3 separate regions of the Mus musculus genome follow, and regions 2 and 3 are each linked to region 1. Evidence: chromatin contacts called from public Hi-C and Micro-C data. All regions are on one chromosome and are shown on one strand. The core of a region is the stretch at or near the end of the contact, and the rest is flanking DNA. Distances in the headings are between cores, read along the strand shown.

Evidence for each region. A called contact is a pair of places that touch in the nucleus more often than the background predicts.
Region 2: a Hi-C map of B cells shows a contact between it and region 1, with 6 read pairs. The contact joins the promoter of Phldb3 here to the promoter of Relb in region 1. A contact is called at or near these places in 1 of 39 promoter capture datasets (cranial neural crest) and 1 of 484 Hi-C or Micro-C datasets (B cells).
Region 3: a contact with region 1 is called in a Micro-C map of embryonic stem cells. The contact joins the promoter of Smg9 here to the promoter of Relb in region 1. A contact is called at or near these places in 1 of 39 promoter capture datasets (second pharyngeal arch cranial neural crest) and 1 of 484 Hi-C or Micro-C datasets (embryonic stem cells).

The regions. Positions count from the first base shown.
Region 1 is chr7:19,627,232-19,632,214 of GRCm38.p6, reverse strand. It overlaps Relb (avian reticuloendotheliosis viral (v-rel) oncogene related B), which reads left to right and starts at 2,777. Exons shown (of 12, transcript NM_009046.2): 1 at 2,777-3,024; 2 at 4,245-4,292. The coding sequence starts at 2,973. It overlaps Clptm1 (cleft lip and palate associated transmembrane protein 1), which reads left to right. Exons shown (of 14, transcript NM_019649.2): 14 at 1-635.
Region 2 is chr7:24,609,132-24,614,114 of GRCm38.p6, reverse strand. It overlaps Phldb3 (pleckstrin homology like domain, family B, member 3), which reads right to left and starts at 2,787. Exons shown (of 15, transcript NM_001102613.1): 1 at 2,537-2,787; 2 at 1,436-1,618; 3 at 1,102-1,239. The coding sequence starts at 2,770.
Region 3 is chr7:24,396,631-24,401,613 of GRCm38.p6, reverse strand. It overlaps Smg9 (smg-9 homolog, nonsense mediated mRNA decay factor (C. elegans)), which reads right to left and starts at 1,986. Exons shown (of 14, transcript NM_028047.2): 1 at 1,723-1,986.

The DNA of each region.
Region 1 (4,983 bases), core at 1,528-4,027:
ATACAATTGGTGGTGTTCCCAGGCACCCCTTACCGCCTAGTCCTGAGGCTCTGCCCACTGGTACATCATGGCAAGGAGACTTCCTTCACTGGACCAAGACCTGTGAAAACATGACTGTATCCTAGCCACTCTGGTGCCATTTGCTTTCACGGACATCTGGACATATCCAGTGCCCTTATTGGGGTACTGGTGGATGGGTCTCTATTAACCCTTCGCAAGTCTGTCTGGGCAAACAGCACAAAACAGTTCTGTGTACACAGTAGGACCAGCATTCCATGGCAGTTCTGAGGAGCTCACAACTTAGCAGAATTCTAGGTAGTGTTGGGCACAGTGGTTATTCCCCATCCTTGATTTTGAGAGGTCAATCCAGATTTAAAAACTTTCAGCTAGCCTGGGCTACAAAACAAGACTTGGCATAGTGGCACACACTTGTAATCCTGGCACTTGGGAGGTGGAGGCAGAAGGGTCAGGACATCAAAGTCATCCTCACTGCTTTGAGTTGGGTCTGAGGGGCTGGAGAGATGGCTCCTCTGTTACAGGCTAGGCTCACAACCAGAAATAGAAGCTGGGTCTGAGGCCAGCCTGGGCTATTTAACACCTTGTTTGAAAGAATAAAAAATGGAAAACACCATGGATGCACCATGTACTGTCCCCAACTTTGAGAACAGTGTCCAGCATTGTTGCTGTGTGTGTGTGTGTGTGTGTGTGTGTGTGTTCACAACAGCTCTTTGAAGTTTGTGATATTCTGTACCTCCAGATGAGAAACTCAGTTGTTTTTTTTTTTCCCAGCTGGCCATGGGATCACACACATTTAATCATGGTACTCAGGAGTCAGAGGCCAGCCTGGTGTATGTACCCTAACAAGTATTTAGTAGTTTGAATAGTGCAGGTGCATGGAAGACCTGTGTCAAGAGTCAACTAGACTACCTCCTTAAGTCTTTAAAGCCATCCTGTTAAGAAACTCAAGTCCAGAGTGGTGAAATCAGTTGCCTGGAATTGCATAATTGTCCAGGAAACCTAGTATTTGAACACAGGATATTTGATTCAGGACCTTCCAATTACAACTCTCTTGAGAGAGATTGCTTGTCTTTTCATTCAGGGTCTTGCTATAAGTAGTCCAGACTGGCCTAGAACTCGTGGTGATTTCCTGCCTCAGACTTTCAAGTGTTTTAAGTTACTCGTGTGAGCTGTCATACCTGGCTCTCAGTTTTGCTTTTGAATTCACAGTCGTGTCTCAGATCCAGGCAATCAACACAGGTCCTCCAACATGCTAGGCAGGTGCTCTACCACTAAGCCACACCACCAGCCCAATTTTCCCCCTCTTCTCCCCCTTCTTTTTTGTTTTATTTTGTTGGTTTGCGTTGAGACAAGGGCCTGCTATGCAGTGGAACTCACTACTTGTCAGTGGATCTCCTGCCTCTGTCTGTCCAGAATGGGCATATTGTGGCTACAATATCTTTCTGTGTGCTGCTGAGAACACAGCCTAGAATCTCATACATGCTAGACAAGCATTCTATCACAAGCCACATCCTCAGCACTACAGTTGGAAAACCTCAAGGAAAGCAGTGATTGGTGTGTGTGTGTGTGTGACTGGCAAGCTTATTCTATGGGAGATGTCCACTCCTGGGCTTGCTTATGACACTGGAACATTTCCCTCTGGTACAAAGTGAAAAAGAATATGATTCAGTGTGAAAGTTACATGATATTCCCATTTCTATATTTATCAAATTATGTTCTAATAGAACATAGCCACATCCCTGTTTCTGGTCCTTGGCTGTTTATGTAAGATGGCACATTTGAAAATTAAGACCATTTGGTTCTCAAAGCCTGAGCCTAATGTCTTTCATTGCAAGAAAAGGTTTGCTCTAAGCTGGACGTGATGGTAGGTGCCTGGGATCCCCAGGACTCAGGCTGAAGCAGATGGATTATCATGAATTCAATGTCAACCAGAGCTACATAGCAAAACCAAAACAATGCTCTTTGCTTTGGTGTGCAACAGTAGATACCGGTGCCACATCATTCACTGCTGCAGTTTTCTGCCTCTGGAGCAAGAAGTGGGCCTGGTTTTAGTAATGCTGTACCCTAGTTTTCATTACAGGCTGCAGCATATGGCAAGTGCTTAATTATGCGTAGGTTGCTTGAATCATTGATCACACATGCTATGATAGAAGGGGAATGGAACATACAAGTTTCTATAGGTTTCTATAGGTTATAGGTGCCATATATCACCAACGGGCTGGGACTGTAGCTCAGTATTCATGAAGCCCTGGGTTCAACACTCAGTGCTGCATAGACTAGGTGGTGGTTCATGCCTGTCGTCCCAGCACTGTGGAGGGACGAATCTGAAGGATCCATGGGGGCAAAAGGATCTGCAGTTCAAGGTCATCGGTCTGGGCAAGATGAGACCCTATGTAAATTTTACTTCAAACAAATTATCAATGGCTGCTAACTTCCCACTCCTGGCTTCATTTGCCAGCCTGAAAGATAGCAGGTTCAAGCCCTCGTAGGGGAAATGGAATGCCCATTTCTCAGCTTGTTCTGTGGGTAGGGCGCAAGTGGACCCGGACGGACCTCAGTGGTCTTGGCCAAGGCAATGGGCAGCGACTCGCACCCGGACCCTGCGAAGTGCCAAGCCTTCGCTTCCCGGCCGACCCCGCCCCCGCAGTCACGTGAGCAGCGGGGGTTTTCCCATTCCCTTTGACGTGACGTCACGGAGGGGTACGAGCCAATGGGTGCGCAGGCCGGCGGCGCCGGGGAATTCCGCCGCCCCGCCCCCGCCCGCCGCCCGCTCGGCCCGGCGCCCCCCGCAGCCCCGGGCGCCGTGCGTCCAGCCCGGCCTTCGGCCCTAGCCTTGCACCGCTTGCCCGGCCGGTGATCGTCCCAGCCGACCGGGCTGTCCGACTGCCCGGCTTGCCCTCGTGTGCGCTCGCCCTGAGCTGGCCTTCGGGCTGTCGGTCCCTACGGGCCGGGCCATGCCGAGTCGCCGCGCTGCCAGAGAGTCCGCGCCCGAGCTAGGGGCCTTGGGTAAGCAGAGTGGAACCTCTGGGGCGGGGCTCGGGCTCGGGGAGTTCGGGGCGCTCGGAGTCATCTGCGGGTTTCCGCAGGATTCGCGCTTCGGTGCGGAGAGTACAAGGGTGGCGGGGACACTGCGCGAGGGATAAGGCAGAAGGTAGAGGATGGTGAAGGGTCTTGCCGGGGAGATACAGGCTAGGCGTCCCGCTAAGGAGTGAGAAGGGGGCGGGGCCTGAGCCTGAGGCAAAGAAGGGGGCGGGCCGGGCGGCGGTCGAGAGGAGGGGCGGGGCATAACTCTGAAGGGGAGGAGCCATACACACAGGGGCGGGGCAAACTCAGAGGAGGCTTCTGGTTTACAGAGTGGGTGAGGCTGCTCTTAGGAGTAAGGGGCGGAGCCTAATTCGAGGAAGTGGCTTTATTCTCTCCAAACAAGGGGGACCCTTCTCCCGCAAGGCTTAGGCCTTTAGAGGCAAAGAAAGAGGCGGGGCCCAGCTTCAAGATTTAAGGAGGAGCGGTGCCTGACCTCGAGGAGGAGGATCCAGGACTGTGCTTGACAGGAAATAGGGGCGGGGTCAGGCTCCAAGAGCAAGAAGAGGTGTGTGGCTCAGTGAGTGGGCGGGACTTACCCTTGGGTTGGGGTGGGGGAAAGTGGGGCGTAGTGGCAGGTCTAGGGAAAGGGCAGGGCCTGTTTAGAAAACGAAGGGCGGGGCCTGACGATGGGATTGAAAAGGGGCGGGGCCTGCAGCGAGATGGGGGAGAGGAAAGTTCTCCAGTGACGAAGTATTGGGGCTCGGATTTCGCCCTGAGGGAAGAACGGAGACGGGGGTTTTCCTGAGGCATCAGGAGTCCTCCAAGTCCCACCTTAATGGGGAAAGTAGCGGATATTGAGTGATGATTGGCGGAGTCAAAGGCAGAAACGAAAAGCCAGAACTTTTTTCAAGAGTTAGAGAAGAGCCGGTTGTGGTGGCGCACTTGGGAGGCAGAGGCAGGCGGATTTCTGAGTTCGAGGCCAGCCTGGTCTACAAAGTGAGTTCCAGGACAGCTCAGGGCTATACAGAAAAACACTGTCTCGAAAAACCAAGAAAAAAAAAAAGGAGTTAGAGAAGGCTGGCCTGCACCTGAGCTCGGTAAGGAGGAGGGACTTTATTCAAGGGACCAAGCCAGAGAGAGGAGCAGGCTCATCAGAGTCTCTGGTCCTGCATTGTTTGTTAATCCAGGTCTCCATCTCACAGGTTCCAGTGACCTCTCTTCCCTGTCACTAACGGTCTCCAGGACCACAGGTGAGCAACCCCCACAGCCCCTGCCCACCTGCTTGTAGGAAATGGGATTGGAGGAGCCCCCGTGGAGAGGGAATGAGTGTACCCACTTTGCAAGCTTTGTCTGTTGGTACTCTGTCTGTACTCCACCCCCACATTTCTCTGGCAATAGCCAGGTAGTCCTGGCTCACTATAAAAGGGGCTGATGCATCCCCTCCATCTTGCTCCCTTGCTCCCCTCTCTCCCCATTCCCTTTCCCCTTCTCTCCACGTGGTCATGGCTGGCCTCTACTTCTCTACTTCTCTCTGCCTTTCTCTGCTTCTACTACTCTCTTTTTTGTTTGTTTTGTTTTTCGAGACAGGGTTTCTCTGTGTAGCCCTGGCTGTCCTGGAACTCACTTTGTAGACCAGGCTGGCCTCAAACTCAGAAATCCGCCTGCCTCTGTCTCCCAAGTGCTGGGGTTAAAGGCGAGCGCCACCACGCCCGGCTTCTACTACTCTCTTAACTCCCCTCCCCATGCCCTAAATAAACTCTGTTCTATACTATACCGACCTTCAACCTTCGAGTGGCTGGTCCCTCAGGGAAGGGATGCCTTGGCATGGGCCCACGGAGGCACCCCCTTCCCCCATACCTCACCACACACCTTAAAACATATATTAGTACCCCTTTTTCATTTTATAATCACAGCGTTGTCTCTCCCTGTTTTATTCCTTAC
Region 2 (4,983 bases), core at 1,538-4,037, 5.0 Mb before region 1:
AAGAAAACAGAACAACAACAACAAAGTTCTTAAGAGGCAGAAGGGCTGGTGAGATGGCTCAGTGGGTAAGAGCACCCGACTGCTCTTCCAAAGGTCCAGAGTTCAAATCCCAGCAACCACATGGTGGCTCACAACCATCCACAACAAGATCCTCTTCTGGAGTGTCTGAGGACAGCTACAGTGTACTTACATATATTAATAAATAAATCTTTAAAAAAAAAAAAAGAGGCAGAAGCAGGTGAATCCAATGGTTTGAGTCTAGCCTGGTCTATATAGTAAGTTCCAGGCCAGCCAGGGCTACATAGTAAGACACCAGCTCGGAAACACAAAACAACCATAAAATATCACCCAGAAGACCTAGTTTCTTCAACAAGCAATAAGCAAACAGACAAGTAGGGGAGGCCCACTAGGTCCATTAGAGACAAAACAATTGAGATGACCAATTACAACAAGCCAGCCCTGTGCACACCTGTAACCCCAGCCCTCAAGAGGCTGAGACAAGAGAATCATGGGTTCTAGGCCAGTCAGGGCTACTTAGGGAAACCAAGTCTCAAATAAAACACACACACACAAGAAAGTTCTCATTTTTCTGTGGTACCTGCTAAAACATATACAGGTAATATGGCTTCTACAAGGAGCATTTAAAACTTGGAACAAGGTGAGGACGTGGCTCAGTGGCAGATCCTCTTGCCTTTGTCTAGAATCCCCCAGTGAGGGCCTGGGGGCGTGGCTCAGCCTTGCAGGGTTGATTTAGATTCTTAGTATCCAGGGATATGGAGACAGGGAAGAACTGGGTGAGATGAAAGGATAGTAAAGGAATCGCTACTAAAGCTGGGGAGCATAGGACACCAGCCCAACTGAGTATTCAGTTTTTACGGGTTTGAAATGTTTCCTACTACACCATTAAACTGTGAAATTATAGGGACAGCCAAGAAAGAGACCTCAGTAGCCAGGCATCCAAATCAGGCCTGGGAAAGAGGAGGAAAATGAGGAACAGGAACCCAATCTCTTTGAAGAACAAGGACAACTATTAGGTCCGACCAGAGGGTGTTCCAGCCCGGAAGAAAGGAACATGAGGATGGAGTCGCTGGTCACACCAACCTGCTCCCGCTGTTCTTGGCTGCTCGGCTGGGTCTCCACCCGCTGGCCCAGCAGCTCCCGCAGCTGCTCCTCCTCCCGGCGAGCGGCCACTCGTTCCCCGGCCAGCTCACCCCGGAGCAGGGCCACCTCCACCTCCATCTGCGAAAAAACAAGGCGAGAATTTGGGTGCAGCAGCCAGTGGAGGAAGGGGCTGGGAGATGGGAAGTCTGGAAAAGGCCTCGGGCCTTGAACACCTGCTGCTTATCAAAAAGGATCCTAAAGTTTAGAATGGACTCGGTGTCTTGGCTCGCAGGTTCCCTCACGGGTTGATTTCCCAAGATCTCCCCATCCTCACCTCGATCCTCAGTTCCTTCTTCTGGCGCTGTAACTCCTTCACCCGCTGCTCCATCAGAGCCACGCGAGTCAGTGCCTCCAGCTGCTGTCCTCGCAGCCGCCGCGCTGCCCCCCGCAGCTCTTCCCCAGAAGGGAGGCATGGGGAAGGTGTGGCTGGAATCTGCGCGGCAGGCGTAGCCTCGGGCTGAAATTAGAGAGGGTGTGATGAGAACAAGTCTCGCCCCCCTCAAGTCACCAAACAGGTCTGGTCCCACCCCAGTAGTGCCTCTGGGGGTCATGAGCTGCCAAGTTCAACTACTTCCTTTCGGGTCCGAATGGAAGACCGTGAAGCGGGGAAGCCGGCAGGTTCTGAACCCATCATACAAAGCCACTATGCTCTGAAGCTGAACTAGCAGAGCTTGCTTCCTTTTCTTTCCTTCCTTCCTTCCTTCCTTTCTTTTTTCTTTCTTCCTCATTTCTTCCCTCCTTTCCTTTTCTTCTTTTCCTTTTTCCTTTCTCCCTTCTCTCTCCTTTTCTTTTTTCTTCCTCCATTTCTTCCTCTATTCTTTCTTTTTTTTTCTTCCTTCCTTCCTTCCTTTCCTTCTTTCTTTTTTGTACCTGAATGCTAGTGGAAATCAGAAGATTCTTGCCTTACATCAATGAGGGTTCTGGGGATCGAACCCAGGTCGTCAGATTTGACAGCAAGTGTCTTTGTACACGATGAGCTCATCTGTCCCTGAGTCTCAACCTCTTGGGATCTCTTTCTCAGAGTCCCTGGATCGCTCTTCTTCCCCCCACCCCCACCCCCGTCCCTCTCTCTGACTTAGACTCTTCTATGTTGGCATTTCTTTTTGTTTCTCTTCTGGGTCTGTGTGTCTTCCCTGTGTCTCTCTTTTAGGTCTATGTCTCACTCCCTGTGTCTCTGTCGTATCTAGTTTCTATGTTTCTACCCGAGTCTCTCTGGCTTCAAATCCAACTTTGTCTAACAGGGTGTTTCTGCCTGTCTATGGGTACTCTCCTTGACTCTGGGTCTCTGTCTAGTCTCTCTCTTTATGTTCTTCTGTGTCGTCTTGGGTGTCTGTCTGTCCGTCTGGACAGCCCCCCCGGGGGGATGATCCCTCACCTCTTCGCGGCAGCTCTCGGTGCTGCTACCTTCTTCCACTTCTTCCTCTTCCTCGGCCTGCCGCCCAGCTCCGGGGCAACTTGGAAGCTCCGCTGGGACTTCGGGCTCCTTGTGCTCTTTGGGATCCTCGGGGTGCCCCTGAGGCTGCACAGCCCCTTGAGGCTGGACCTCGACGGCGCATTCCGAAACCTTTGGAGACGAGGAGCCCTCCTCTAGGGTGCTGGGTGTCCCCATGGCCGCTTCGGATTCCTGTGGTGTGGGCGTGGTCAGTTTCAGAGGCGTGGTCTGATGTTTGTGGGCGTGGTCTAGAGCGCGTTGAGCTTGCCCAGAGGGCGGAACCTAAAGGTTCAGAGACCAGCTCTGAACATTCCGCGGGCGTAGATTTCCTGGGGACCCGCTCGCGACTGGGGAGAGGCTGTCGGCTCCGAAGGTGACACACACACCTAGAGGTGGGAAGAGAATTTGAGTCCGGGGTCCTAACGCTCCCCGTGCTGGGGCGTCGCACGCTGAGCCTTCCCTTTGCTCCATGTGTCATCCCTGAGCCCCTTCTGCAGCCCTCTCCAGTTTCCCGGATTGCCTCCAAGAGATTCCATCTCCTCTACCCTCTCGGGACTAGCCCGGCTCTCCTCCTTGGAGCTCCACAGTTGGGTCCCGAACCACCTGTAAGGAATCAGCGTCCGAGGCTCCTCACCCCAAGATCCAGAACTCGGGGCTGGCAATGTCTACCTCTCCGGATATGCCTGGGGCCCCAACGCCTCCGTTCCTTCCCGGGAGGAGGTCCTCGTAGGTCGTCAACCTTCTTTCTGGCTCTGCACTGGGCACTGCCGCTCCTGCGGCTAAACAGGTGGCTGGAAGGAGGGAGGAGAGAGAGGCCGCCCCGTCCCCCTCCCCAGCAGCCCGGAAGTGGAGGGGGGGACAACAGGTCCGACAGCTCTCCTGGGAGGAGGGAGCCAGCAGCCTGCCCCGCCCGCAGCCCAGGCACCCAGCCATCCCGGCCCCTCCAGCCCCACCCAGAGAGAGCCCAGCGCCCAGACCTCCCACTCAGCCTCCGGTGCCCCTGGAGGGCCGGGCTTCTTAGCCACCTGCATACAGCAGCCTCCCTAAGGCCGAAGCCTAGGAAATCCTCAAAGGAAGATAGGAATGAAGATGGGGGCCTCTCCCCTCTAATAAGCCCTTTGGAAGGGCCCTGACCGGTTTAGGGAGCCGGACAAGGGGAGGGGGTATCCCGGGCTGAGTCAGCGATCTGCCCAGAGACAGAGTGTGCCCCACGCGCACACAGTTTACTATGGGGTGGGGCACAGAGGTTAAAGGTCACAGCCAGACCCTTTCCTCTCTGGGCAGAAACAGGAAAATATCTGGTATGCAAAACCCGACTGTTAGACATCAAGAGCTGTGCAAAACATTTGACACACCTCAGTGTCATACCACACCACAGCCCATAGAAAAAAAGAGATCGACCGTCTCCATTGTACAGTTGTGGGGACCGAGGCTGAAGGAAACAAATACACCTAGGATCTACAAGCATTCTAAATGACTTTTTTAAAATTATTATTACTTGTGTATGTGAAAGATAGTGCAGGTATGTAAGTGGCACCCAACATGTAAAGAGCTCATAGGACATCTTTGGGAAGTGGTGCCTTCCAACGTGGGATTCAGGCATGGAACTCAAATCATCTTGTTAGCAAGAGCTTTACACTCTCGGCCTTCTCAGCCCACATCTGTTACTACCTGCTTTGTCTCTCGAGATCTGTACTCATAACTATTTGGCAATACAGGAGGGACAATAGCAGCGACAGGGGCAGGGGAGCTGGTCATGCAAGCAGGGTGCAAGAAGTCAGACATCGGGATTTATCAGTTCAGTGAAATATCCCGTTATTGTTTCCATTACACAGATCAGAAAGCTAAGGGATGGAGAGGGGCTCATTTGGCCTGGGACTCCCAGGGGAGGGGCTCACACAGAATTATGTGCTGCGGTGCAAGTCTGTGAGAATACCTCCCCTACATCGATGTGAGCAACCTGCTATCTGCTTCCAGTCCCCCCACCCCCAGCTCCCTTAGACCTTCCTTCCTTCCCCCATGGTCCTGACCACTGCTAGCTCTGTCTCCTCCTTCCCTTTTACGTGAATGTCTGTCTAGACTAAATGTATGTCTGTGCATGCCCGGTACCTACAGAGGCCAGATCCCCTGGAACTGGAGTTACAGATGGTTGTGAGCTGCCATGTGGGTGCTGGGAACTGAACCCAGGTCCTCTGCAGGAGCAGCCAGTGCTCTTAACCACTGAGACATCTCTCCAGCCCCCTTCCTTTCTATCTATCTATCTATCTATCTATCTATCTATCTATCTATCTATCTATCTATCTATCATCTATCATTCAGGGTCTTACATAGCCCAGGGCAGCCTCCAACTCACTGTGCAGTTGAGAATAACCTTGACCTTCTGAACCTCC
Region 3 (4,983 bases), core at 737-3,236, 4.8 Mb before region 1:
TCACAGTGAAGTGACGTTCACTGGGACCACCCACCCTCCTTTCAGGCAAGTGAAGTGTCCCTCTGCACACTGCTCTGGAATCACTAGTTGACTCTACTCATCAGGTCTTGTGGGGAACGATCCAGAACCTGAGACACCATCTGCCTGCAAGCTGGGACCTGCAATGCTGTTTCTAGGGTTCTCCAGGAAGAGCTCTGCATAAACTACTAAGCTGGTATTCCTGACCTCACAGAAATGAAGTCTAATCTGCATAATGTTGGGGTGGGAGCTTCTGGGTTTCTTGTGTGTGTGAGACACACACATACACATGCCTGCGTGCAAGCAGGCACAGAGCCATATCACATTTGTGGAGGCCAGGTGACAACTTCCGAGAGACCATTTTCTCTTTCCATCCTGTAGGCCGCAGGGATGGAAGTCAATTCTTTGGCCTTGTGGTGGCCCCGTTACCTGATACAACCATCCTGACAGCCCCACACTGTTTTTGCCTGGGCAAGGAGCTCTGCACATCTGCCAGTCTTGCCTCCGCAGCACTGGGATGACAAGATCGTGCCGCCAGGCTCCACTTTTTATGTGGTTGCTGGGGATCAAACCTGGGTCTTCATGCTTGCAAACAAGCACTTCACACACTGAGCTATCTTCCCACCTACATGTGAAGCACCTCTTTGGAGAATCTTCCAGAATTGACAAGTTGCTTTGCAAGAATTTCCAGGAGACCCCCAATTCTTAACTGTTCTAATGCCTTTTCTCTTGAGGCATGGTGCATTCCACAACTTAATACTGTTTCCTCCTCCTCCTCACCTCTCCCTCTCAAACAGGGTCCTGCTCTGCAGTTCAGGCTGGTCTCAAACTCATGGCGACCCTCCTGTTTCTGGCTCCACACTACTGGAATTACATGTGTGAGCCGCCTTGTCCAGTTCTATTCACGTATTTTTCTAAGTGCTTCCTAGTCTACTTGCAGTCTTTTTTTTTTTTTTTTTAAGATTTATTATAATATATAAGTACACTGTAGCTGTCTTCAGACACACCAGAAGAGGGCATCTGATCTCATTACGGATGGTTGTGAGCCACCATGTGGTTGCTGGGATTTGAACTCATGATCTCTGGAAGAGCAGTCAGTGCTCTTAACCGCTGAACCATCTCTCTAGCCCCCCTTTTTAAAAATATTATTTATGTATTTATTTATATGAGTACACTGTAGCTGTCTTCAGATACACACCAGTAGAATGTGCATCAGATCCCATTACAGGTGGTTGTGATCCACCATGTGGTGGCTGAGAATTGAACTCAGGACCTATGGGAGAGCAGTCAGTGCTCTTAACCTCTGAGCCATCTCTCCAGCCCCTACTTGCAGTCTTATATGGAGCCTCCTTCCAATACTCAGGCATGAAGAACCTCAAAATCCAATTTCCATGGAAGGTGGCCCTAGGTGTATGTCGGCTTCTTTGGGACTGTGTCCAGAAATTTCCTCCCGATACTGTTAGAAGGCTCGTACCAGCACTACAGGGACACTTTACAGTGGCTATAGTTTCTATTAATTTATTTGTACCTCCAGCTAACGGCGCCGCAATTCCGAGACCTTCACGTTCCTACTCCCATTGGCCAGCCGCCCAGCGACCTTTTAACGGCAGGGCGGGGGCGGGGCTTGAATACGCCCCACCCCCAACCCCGCCCCGTCGGCGCGCCTGCCTCTCCCAGGCTCGGGGCGTCCCCCCTTCCCCTTACCTAGGGCAGCTGCTGATTAGTTCCTGGGTCGCAGCGCGCGCTCTGAGTGACGGGAGTGCAGCGTGGGCGGGGAAGGTCCTCCACAGCCACCTGCCGTGTAAATGGTGCCGGAAGGTCACAAGCCAGAGAATGAGAGAGGCCGAGAAAACGGGTGCCGGCTATTCCGGAACAGGCCTTGGCGTCCCGGAAGCTCCCAGAGGAGGAAGAAGAGGAAGCCACAGTACGCAGCCCAACGAGTCACGGCCTGCGCTGCTAGCTCGGCGCATGCGCCGCGGGCTGGGCGCGCAAGCGAACCCAACGTGCGCGTTAGACTGAGCATGCGTGAATGGAGGTGGCTGGCTTCAGCACGCATGCGGATTACGGAGGGGCGAGGGAGTATGTTGCTGCTGAGAAGGCGCGTGCGCATTGTTTCTCTGGGCGGGCCTGCTGTTTGGCTGGGTGGGCAGCTCTGGAGATTTCGAGTTCGAATCCCGGGTCTTCTGTAGTGTTGTCAGACCGATCGGGGTAGGGTACGGCGGAAGGGAGGAATTAACGTCCTTATCTGAGCAAGCACAAGACTGATTCAGCTGGCTGCAAGAAGCGATCTTGAAGGACTTTAAGGAAGAGCCCAGCTCCTCCAAGACAGAACATCTGTAGAGAAAGGTCTAGGCTTGGACCTGTGGCACGAGGTGGGCGGCAGAAGTGGGCGGATCGCAGGGCTACAGAAGGGGCAAACATTCAAAGGACTAGGGGCACAGCCTGAAGCAGCTGGAAGGCCACTGGGCAGAGGGTGCAGTCACCCAATGGAAAGACAGCTGAGAGGCAGAAGTTCCACCTCCCCTATTGCTTTTCCTTTCTTAAAGAAAAAAAACCGTGAGTCCATCAGCCTGACCTCAAACTTACCCTCCTGTGTCTGCCTCTTCAGCATAACCTACCTGTGTGTGCCGCCACAATCAGCTCTCTTGGTTATTTGTTTGTTTGTTTGTTTGTTTGTTTGTTTGTTTTGAGACAGGGTTTCTCTGTATAGCCCTGGCTGTCCTGGAACTCACTCTGTAGACCAGGCTGGTCTCAAACTCAGAAATCCGCCTGCCTCTGCCTCCCAAGTGCTGGGATTAAAGGCAGCTCTCTTGTTTTGAGGTGGGGTCTTACTGTGTAGACCAGGCTGGTCTAGAACTCAAAGAAACCCACCTGCCTTGGCCTCAGGACTGCTGGGCTCTCCCCACCCCCTCGGCTTTTCGTTATTCTCTCCCATTCTCTTCTGTACTGAGAAAAGAGAGAGGGCCTTGCTATGTAGGATGTGCTCTACCACTGATCTGCATTTCAAGACACAAGCACACATGCGTGCTTGTCCCCAGAGCTGATCTCCATGTCAGCCTAACTCAAACAGCATCGCCTCCCTCCATGCCCCCGCCAAGCTCTTCTCTGTTCTCCTATGGGCACCTAGCTGCCAAGACTTAAAGTTTGCCTTCCCTTCGGCTTTTCTTTCAAATTTGAAAAAAAAAAAAATGTTCCTTGGAGTGCTGATAGAGGCACACTCCACGGGATTAAACCTAGAGCCCCATGCATGTTATGCATGCTAGGTAAGCACACTGCTGCCTGGGCCACATGGCCAGCTTATAAAGGATGGATATATATATAGTGAGTACACTGTAGCTGTCATCAGACACACCAGAAGAGGGCATCAGATCCCATTACAGATGGTTGTGAGCCACCATGTGGTTGCTGGGAATCGAACTCAGGACCTCTGGAAGAGCAGCCAGTGCTCTTAACCGCTGAGCCTTCTCTCCAGCCCGTGAAGAATTTTTTTATTGTTGAAGCCTGGAGACAGAAAGCACGAGTTTTTCATATTCAAGGTAACCATCAGGGCAGTGATTGGTTGGAGGGCTGTTTATGAAGAGTGCTCAATGCCACCAGATTCACTGAGTTATAAGCGGGATGTGTGCCCTCTAGGATGTGTGCGCACACATGCAGCAATGCACATTTGGATGCCAGAGGAGTCAGCAAGAATCAGCACTGTCCTTCTATCCCATGGGTCCCAAGCGCCTTTACCCAGCAGGCCACCTCACTGGGCCTTTAGTTAAGGTTTCAGCATTCATACATTTGAGGTAGGGTATTGGGGACTGAATTTAAGTAGGCTTGTTAAGCTCCCTACCACAGAGCCTTAGCCCAGCCCTCCGCTTACATGTTTTAAAGATTTCATTTTCTTTTATATGTATGAGTGCTTTGTAAGTATGATTGAGCACCACGTGCCTGCCTGGTGGCTGCCAAGGCCAGAAGAGAGTGTTGGATCCCCTGGAACTAGAGCAACAGAAGGTTGAGAGCTGCCATGTGGGTGCTGGGAATTGAACCCCTGTCCTCTGTAAGAGCAGCCAGTGCTGTTGACTACTGAACCATCTCTATTTTATTTTATTTTATTTTATTTTATTTTATTTTATTTTATTTGTGAGACTGAGTCTCAGTAAATTCCCCTTGAACTTCCTCCATAAGAGGCCTCTTCTGTCCTCCCGAGGCACAGCATGCATGTTATATATATATATATATATATATATATATATACACACATATATATAGTATATATACTATATATACATATAATATATATTTATATATATACACAAAGCATACATGTTAAATATATACATCATCATGTATACATCACACACACACATACATATATAGAGAGACACTAATATCGACCTCTGGCCTCCTCATGCACATACGGGTGAGTGCACTCATCTGCATACATGCCGCAAAGTGGGCAGAGGAGGGATTTGGCATTGTCCTTGGGCCACCGGCACCAGGCTCTGCTTCCCTGTAACTTCTATCTCTCGATAAAGCCTCCTCCCTCACTTAACAGATGCAGAAAGATGATAAGAAGACAGGAGATGCGCCTGAAGGCCCCATGCTTAGGGAGCAGCAGAGCCTGGCCCGAAAGGCAGGCTTGGCTCACTGCATGCCCTTCTCGCAGTTCTCCGTGAGGGTCAGCAGTCACCCTCCCCAGAAACCAGCTGAACTGAACTTAGCAGTTAGCAGCTCAGGCTCTTAACAGTTTTCTGCTGCTGTACGCATACGCACTCTGAATATTCCTTCTTATAAACATTCCTGTGTATACTTGATGACATGTGCTTGAGAGGATTATCTTTTTAATTAAACTATTTTGTGTGTTTATGTGTTTTGCCTGCTTGTGTGTAAATGCACCATGAGTGTGCCTGGTTCCTGTGGAGGGCAGGAAAGGGCATCAGATCCAGTGGGACTGGAGTCACAGCATTTGTTGGGAGGTGG